2 separate regions of the Oryctolagus cuniculus genome follow, and region 1 is linked to region 2. The links are chromatin contacts, called in public Hi-C maps. All regions are on one chromosome and are shown on one strand. The core of a region is the stretch at or near the end of the contact, and the rest is flanking DNA. Distances in the headings are between cores, read along the strand shown. Region 1 overlaps CDKL1 (cyclin dependent kinase like 1). Region 2 holds the start of MAP4K5 (mitogen-activated protein kinase kinase kinase kinase 5).

Region 1 (3,318 bases), core at 131-2,630, 190 kb after region 2:
TATATTTAAATATAAAAATACAAAATAATGTGATGGTATATCATGCAAAGCTTTTTATATTTGTACAAAAAAAGGTACTGCAAGGATTCCAACTGTTTACAGCAGGTAGGTATCTCCTCATAGGATTGTGGAGATTGTGGAGTGATTGCTTTTTCATTCTTCATGTTTGTAAAAAATGTTTGAATGTCTCCTAACGATGCCGTATCAAAATAAAAAGCATTTCTGGGGTGGGTGCCTGGCCTTGCTAGTTGGGATATCTGCATCCCGTACCAGGGTACCTGGCTGTAAGCTCAAGTCCTGCCCCAGGTTCTAGCTTCCTGCTCATGGACATCCTGGGAGACAGCAGGTGGTAACTCAAGTACTTGCGTCTCTACCACCACCCCTATGGGAGATCTGGACAGAGTCCCTGGCTCCCGGCTTCAGCCTGGCTCAGTCCTGGCTGCTGTGGGCATCTAGGGGGTGAACTAGTGAGAGTCTGTTTCTCTTTCTTTCAATCAAAACAAATTACCATTGCATTTAAGACATCTCAGAGTAAAAGCAAGGCTTGTGAAATCCAGGTTTTCTCCCGAAGGAGGTACTTTGAAACTGAAAGGAACCAGTGCCATGTGCCCTGGTCCTTGCATCCTGTCTGTGCCTTCAGCCCCTTGGTTTGTCCCACAGTGACTGCTTCCACTTCCCCACCTCGTCCCCTCCTGCAGCGCCAGCATTAGGGACAGAGACACAGGAATGACACCTGGCATGTGGGAGGCGACCCATCTGGCTCCCCCCTGACCTGGACATTCCCAGTTCTGCACTAAATATCCTTTAGTGATTTCCGGTTCGATTGTCCACCGCGATGCCTCAGAAACAACCCCGAATTCATGAACGTAGGAAGCTTCCCATGGTGTCCCAGAGGTTGTCCTGCAGCAGATTTCCTGTTGACAGAAACACAGGAAGGAGTGCTGCGGGGGCTGTGCTGGTGGACATCTGGCCGGGCCCTCTGTGCAGTCGGTAACCCTGACCGGGAGGCCCTGACTCCTGGGGCTGAGAATCCAGCTCAGCAGGCACGAGGGGTCCTGCGGTGTCACCGCCACAGTTGCTGAAGCGGCAGGGCCCAGCGGGGCTCAGATTGGGCATGCGCACAGGAAGGGGGGCAGGGGCTGGCGCTGGGCAGAGGCCAATGTAGATGTGCTTTAGGAATTGTTTTTCCTCCTGTTGCACGTAAGGAACTCCAAAAACTGGCAGTCTTCTGTCCTACGTTTACCAGTGACAAGAGTGTACTCGGCCGGAGGCTGGTAGCCGTCCACGTGACCACAGCACTGCCACTGTGTGCCCAGGGAAGAGCCTGTCAGTCACACCCTCCCCCACCAGCTGTGCGTGCACAGCGCTCTGTGGTCGCTGGTTTCGCTTGCTGTCCCGCCTCGCCCCTCACATGGCCTGTGGCAGAGGGCCAAGTGCATCCGTGTCGCTGGCCTGTGTGCCCGCTGCCAGGCTCCGCTTCGCCTGGCCTTGGTCCTGACCCTCTGCAGCACGTGACTGTGCCTGCAGCCAGCCAGCCCTCCGTGGGCCGAGGTTGGACTTGAGGCTTCAGGGCCTCTGGCAACAGGAGGCTGGTGAGGACAAAGTCAGGCTCTTGTGGGAGGACGCAGAAGCTTATTCCAGAAAACCAAGGGGCATCTGTTCACCTGGGTGCGGGGAAAGCTATGTTGAAACTCTATATAAACGTCAGATGCAGTAATTAGGGCCTGCTTTTTCTAATGTCAGTATAAATGCCAGGAATTATTCTAGGAAAGACAAGTTATTTAACCTGAGCCAGAAAAAAGCTGAAATAACCATTTCGCAGCAGTGTTGTTTTTTTTTTTTTCATTAGTATTAGAATTTGCTACCTGTATTGGAAAAGCTAATTGTCAGGTGGGCGGTGGAGCTTGTGAAACAGGCATGGGGAGTGCACAGAGGGAGAGCTGGGCGGGGTGGGGAGGTGGGGGGAGGGGTGGGGGGGTGGAGGTGGTGTTAGGAAGATGTTTCTGCTCAAAAGAAATTTCAGTAGAGGTAAATGTAATTTGATTCCATGTTGTGACTTAAAGCCCCCCCCACCCCCCCGTTTTGTTTTGTTTTGCTTTTCAACAGGAACCCCTTGAATTAAGATTTCCAAACATATCTCATCCTGCCCTGGGACTCTTAAAGGTAAAATCACTGCTTTGAGCAGACCAGGAGGCCCAGGCAGTGGTCCTCAGTGGGGTCTCTTAATTACTTAGGTCTCCAAGAGAGGAAGTGTTTCTTTTAGAATTCTGCTCCTTTGAAGTCTATTTTCAGCTTCTAAAGTGGGTCACATTCTATTACAATGAAGACATCTGTGAGCATTTCTCACTTTGAATAAAGTTCAAAAATTGCCTTTGGAATCTAAATTACACAGAATAGAAGTTTTAGGGGGCTGGTGTTTGTTTTATAAAGGGATCTTCTTCAAACCATGGGAGCCTTTTAAATAGCCAAGGCCCCAGTACAGCTGAATGTGTTTTGATTTTACATCTTGCTTTACATATACATTCTTAGGAATGCAACCCTCACTTAAAATGAGGTACATTACTAATTAAAAGATGTGTAAGGTATTGATGTCCTACATGTTTCAAAAATTATCTACTGATACATTTATAATTAAAAAAAAAGTAAGTTTCATGGCCTACTTAAAGGCAAAGAAAACAGATACAAATGATGTAATTCAAAGGCCAGCATGTTAGGCCGCTCCTTCCCCACATACTCAAATGCTTGTGATGCATAGAGGGTTTTTGGAAGGACATGCCTGTGTGTACACACACACACAGACACACACACACAGAGTAACTGATTCTAGGAGGAGGAATGGGAGACCTAGAGTGGCAGAGACTTGCTTCTGCAATTTGAATTTTATTTGTGCCACATGTGAAGTACTCTTTTTTTTTTTTTAATGGAAACACTGCTTTTTACGAAGTACACACAAAGGACCACGTGTGTGTATGCATGTATGTGTATGGGCATATATTATGTGTGTGGAATCTATGTGGGTAGTCAGGAGTGACTGTGGAAGTAACTCAAATTACGACAGGTGTGTTTCTCTACTTACATAAAGATGCCATCAGTACCATTTAAGGCAGTAAGAGGGGCTTCTCTGCTCTCCCAGGGCTGCCTGCACATGGACCCTGCTCAGAGGCTGACCTGTGAACAGCTGCTGCAGCACCCCTACTTTGACAGCATCCGAGAAACAAGAGAGCTGGCCAAAGACCACGACAAACCAACAAGGAAAAACTTAAGACAAAGCCGAAAGCACCTGCCTGGGGTAAAGATGGCGCACTGCTTTATAAGAGT
Region 2 (3,212 bases), core at 406-2,905:
TGTGCTGCCTCAGATTCTCTGTGGACTAATACAGGTCTAAGAAAGAAGAAACGAATTTCTTACTAGAGAAAGAATCAACGTATCAGGCCAGATTTTCTTTTAAAAAAGAAGTCAATGACAGTAAACAAGTACTAAGACACCAACAGAACATTTGAAGAGATTTTTGAGTCATCGAAGTCAGAATATGTGCCCACCAAAACGAGTGCCAAGAAGCTCTGAAAGAAAGAACTGTTCTTCAACGATTTTTTCAATGCAGCAAACACACGGGCTTTGTCCATGGAGCATGTTATGTCTGGGCTTACTTATGTGCCCTAAATAACTGCCTTTGTGTGCAAAGCCCAAGAAAATCCATGTATCCCCTGTCCTGTAGAAGCCTTGATTTACTTTCTACATCATACAACTGGTTTCAACGACCAACAATCAGGCACCTACTTCCCAGGAACAGGGTTGAGGTGGGTGCTAAACGCCACGTGCCAACATCTGCAATTACTCTTTGGCGATTTTCCGGTCACTAAGAGCGCTGCCTGTTATCTGGCTCTTCTGTTATAAACCTCTGCTGGGTTCACGGAATAACTTCTGCAGCATACAGAAAGCTGGCAACTGAATCTCTATCTCCCAAGCCAGACTGGAACCGAAACTGCAAAAAACAACTTGTGAGAAAACACCGGCCCAATGACGTCCCTGGCTGCCTATTCCATGTTCTGCGCGCTGCCAAGTAGTTTTAACCTCTCACAGTTGATAACCCTCTTCACGACGTTGCGAAGTGCTGTACCAACACTTTCTAGGGTGTCAGATGGAAAACACCTTATCCTCTTCAAAACTGCAGATGTTGCCAAACACCAACTCCTGTCCCAGATGGCATCCAAGCGGGAGAACCAGAACCAGGCTCTGTGGACCCTGACTTGGTCGGAGCCCTCTCCCCCACCCCCCTGCAGAACTCCTGCAGCCACGAGATATGCGACAACCCAGGGCTGTGCCCAAAAGGGTGACGGGGGCCGGGCGCAGCCTCCTGGGGCGGCAGGCTTTTAGCAACGGCTCAGAAAAGCTCAGCACCAGACAGGTTGTGCAGGTGTGCGGTGCAACCTCAAACTGGCACCACTGGGAATGCTTTGCAAAACAGGAAGGTGCAGTAGGGCGTGCCGCGGCTCGGCTAACTCGGCCCTCCCCGGCGCCCCACCGCCAGGTTACCCCTGGCCCGGTGCCCTCAACGTACCTTTTCCGGGTTGAACGTGGAGGGCTGCCTGCCCCCTCTCTCTCGTGCCCACCCTTCTCCCTGCACCCGTCACCGCCCAGGTTTACCTGACGATTCTGGGGACGGTTTAACGGAGGCCCGTCGGCCCCCGAGTGCCGTGCTGTGCGGGTCTCCGGCGGCAGGAGCGAGCGAGCTAGGCCCTGGAAGGACGCGCCGGGCTAGGGGGGCGCGGCGGCGCGGCCGGGAGGGTGTCGTGTCCTCCGCCGGCCTCAGGGCGGCACTCTGGTCCCGCGGCCGGCGCGCTCGGGCGGGCCGCTGGGCGCCGACCCACGCTGGCCGGGAACGTGTCTCCCGGTGACGCAGCCCCGGGTGGGGAACGTGGTGCGGCGGCGGCGGCGGCGGCGACTGTACGCGCCTCGGCCGCCTCCGAGAGGGCGCGCGGTGCGGGCGAGCGGGCGGGCGGGCGAGCGGGCGGGCGGGCGGCGACGGCTGCGGCGAGAGACCCGGAGCGGCCGCCGGGGCCGGGGAGCAGGACGCGGGCGCCGTTGAGGGAGTGGGCACCCCGGCTCGGCGCTCAACAAAGAGTGGGGCCGCCCCCCTCAGGTACCCAGCCGGCCCCGGGCTCCGGCGGGCGGGGGAGGCCGGGCCGGGCAGTTCGCCGGCGGCCGGGGAGTGGGGGAAGGGCTGTGGCCCGAACGGGGCCGCGAGGCGCCGGGAGCCCTTCCAGGCTCGCTTCCTCAGGGCCCCGGGCGGGACGGAAGGAAAGGGGCTGGACCACGGGGGCGCGGGGCCGCGTGGGGGTCGCAGCCGGCGACGCTGACCCGCCTTCGCGCGTCCCTCGTGCAGGCGGAGCTGCGGGCGGAGGCTCCATGTTGGGAAGCGGCGGCGCTCGCCCTCGTTAGCGGGAATCGGGGCGCGCCGCGGGCAGAGCCGGCGGGAGCCGGGCCCGGAGCGAAGATGGAGGCCCCGCTGCGGCCTGCCGCGGACATCCTGAGGCGAAACCCGCAGCAGGACTACGAGCTCGTCCAGAGAGTCGGCAGCGGCACGTACGGGGACGTCTATAAGGTGAGGCAGGCCGGGCCGCGGCCGCCGGGCTCCGGCCGCTTTCCGGCCGGGGGGAGGATGCTCTTATTGTTGCATCTTGGAGAGGAAGCGGCCAGGGTCCCTCTCCCTGCGTTCGGAGCACCCTCGAATCCCTTGCTGGTTCTCGGCGCCGCCAGCAAGCAGAGCTAACCACATCGTCGCAAACCACTCTTAACCTTTTTTGTGGTGTAAAGACTTTCAAAAGTTTATTTCTGGTTTTGAAGCGACTTTGAATCAGCTATGGAGTTGTCCGGTAGAATATTCTAGTGTCAGTGTGGAAAACCTGGAAGACAGTAGCAGAGAATATTGACGTTCAGGCATTACAAAAAAAAAATTAATGGATGAGCTTGGCCAATATAAGTTTTTTTGTTGTTGTTGTTGTTAATGGTCCTGTGAAACCTGTTTCTTAATTCTAGCTGTAAGCAGTCAAGTGTTGGGTGAAAATGATGTGTTTACAAACATTACTCCATGCAGAAAAGATAAGCTTTCCTGGCATAAGTTTGATGGTTTGTGTCTGGTTGGTGATTCAAAACCTACCATTAACTTGCTGGGTTTTTTCCTGCATTAGCACTTTCTCTGTTTGGGGTTTATAACATCCCATAACCACAAGTGGATAAGATCTACAGGTTGTGTTTGTGTGTGTGTCTGTGTTCACGCGTGTGCGTGCACTCTCCAGCCAGTGCGCTTTCTGTTAATTTAAAACAAATGATGAGAACGAATTCCTCTTAATTTAGGATTTAAAAAACGTGGTAGAAAAGCAAACCAGTTGCCCAAGTACACTATGTTCCTGAAGAATCCAGAGGAAAGAGATTGTTGGAGATTGCCTTAGGCTTTTTGTTCTCTGTTCCAAAAAGGAAGCATTAATGTAACTCATGAGTATTAAGGGAAGTTCCTCTACTTTTTGCAACAGCTTCTTGGTTTATTGGATTTGGTCATA

The links. Hi-C and Micro-C count contacts between places; a contact is called where the count stands out from the background.
Region 1: a Hi-C map of liver shows a contact between it and region 2, with 4 times the contacts expected there. The contact joins the enhancer-like site here to the promoter of MAP4K5 in region 2. A contact is called at or near these places in 5 of 6 Hi-C or Micro-C datasets (ear pinna, liver, psoas muscle and 2 more).

The regions. Positions count from the first base shown.
Region 1 is chr12:25,802,166-25,805,483 of mOryCun1.1, forward strand. CDKL1 (cyclin dependent kinase like 1) reads left to right here. Exons shown (of 10, transcript XM_051822825.2): 8 at 2,107-2,163; 9 at 3,134-3,289. Among named protein-coding and RNA genes, the nearest start is that of L2HGDH, 19 kb to the right of the region's middle. Within about 2 kb of position 1,381, at least 5 of the 8 cell types and tissues checked have an H3K27ac peak or open chromatin away from gene starts, as enhancers often do. A contact at or near this core is called in ear pinna, where this site is marked.
Region 2 is chr12:25,610,004-25,613,215 of mOryCun1.1, forward strand. It overlaps MAP4K5 (mitogen-activated protein kinase kinase kinase kinase 5), which reads left to right and starts at 1,656. Exons shown (of 32, transcript XM_051822833.2): 1 at 1,656-1,795; 2 at 2,039-2,257. The coding sequence starts at 2,150. ATL1 (atlastin GTPase 1) reads right to left here and starts at 1,414. Exons shown (of 15, transcript XM_017348282.3): 1 at 1,300-1,414.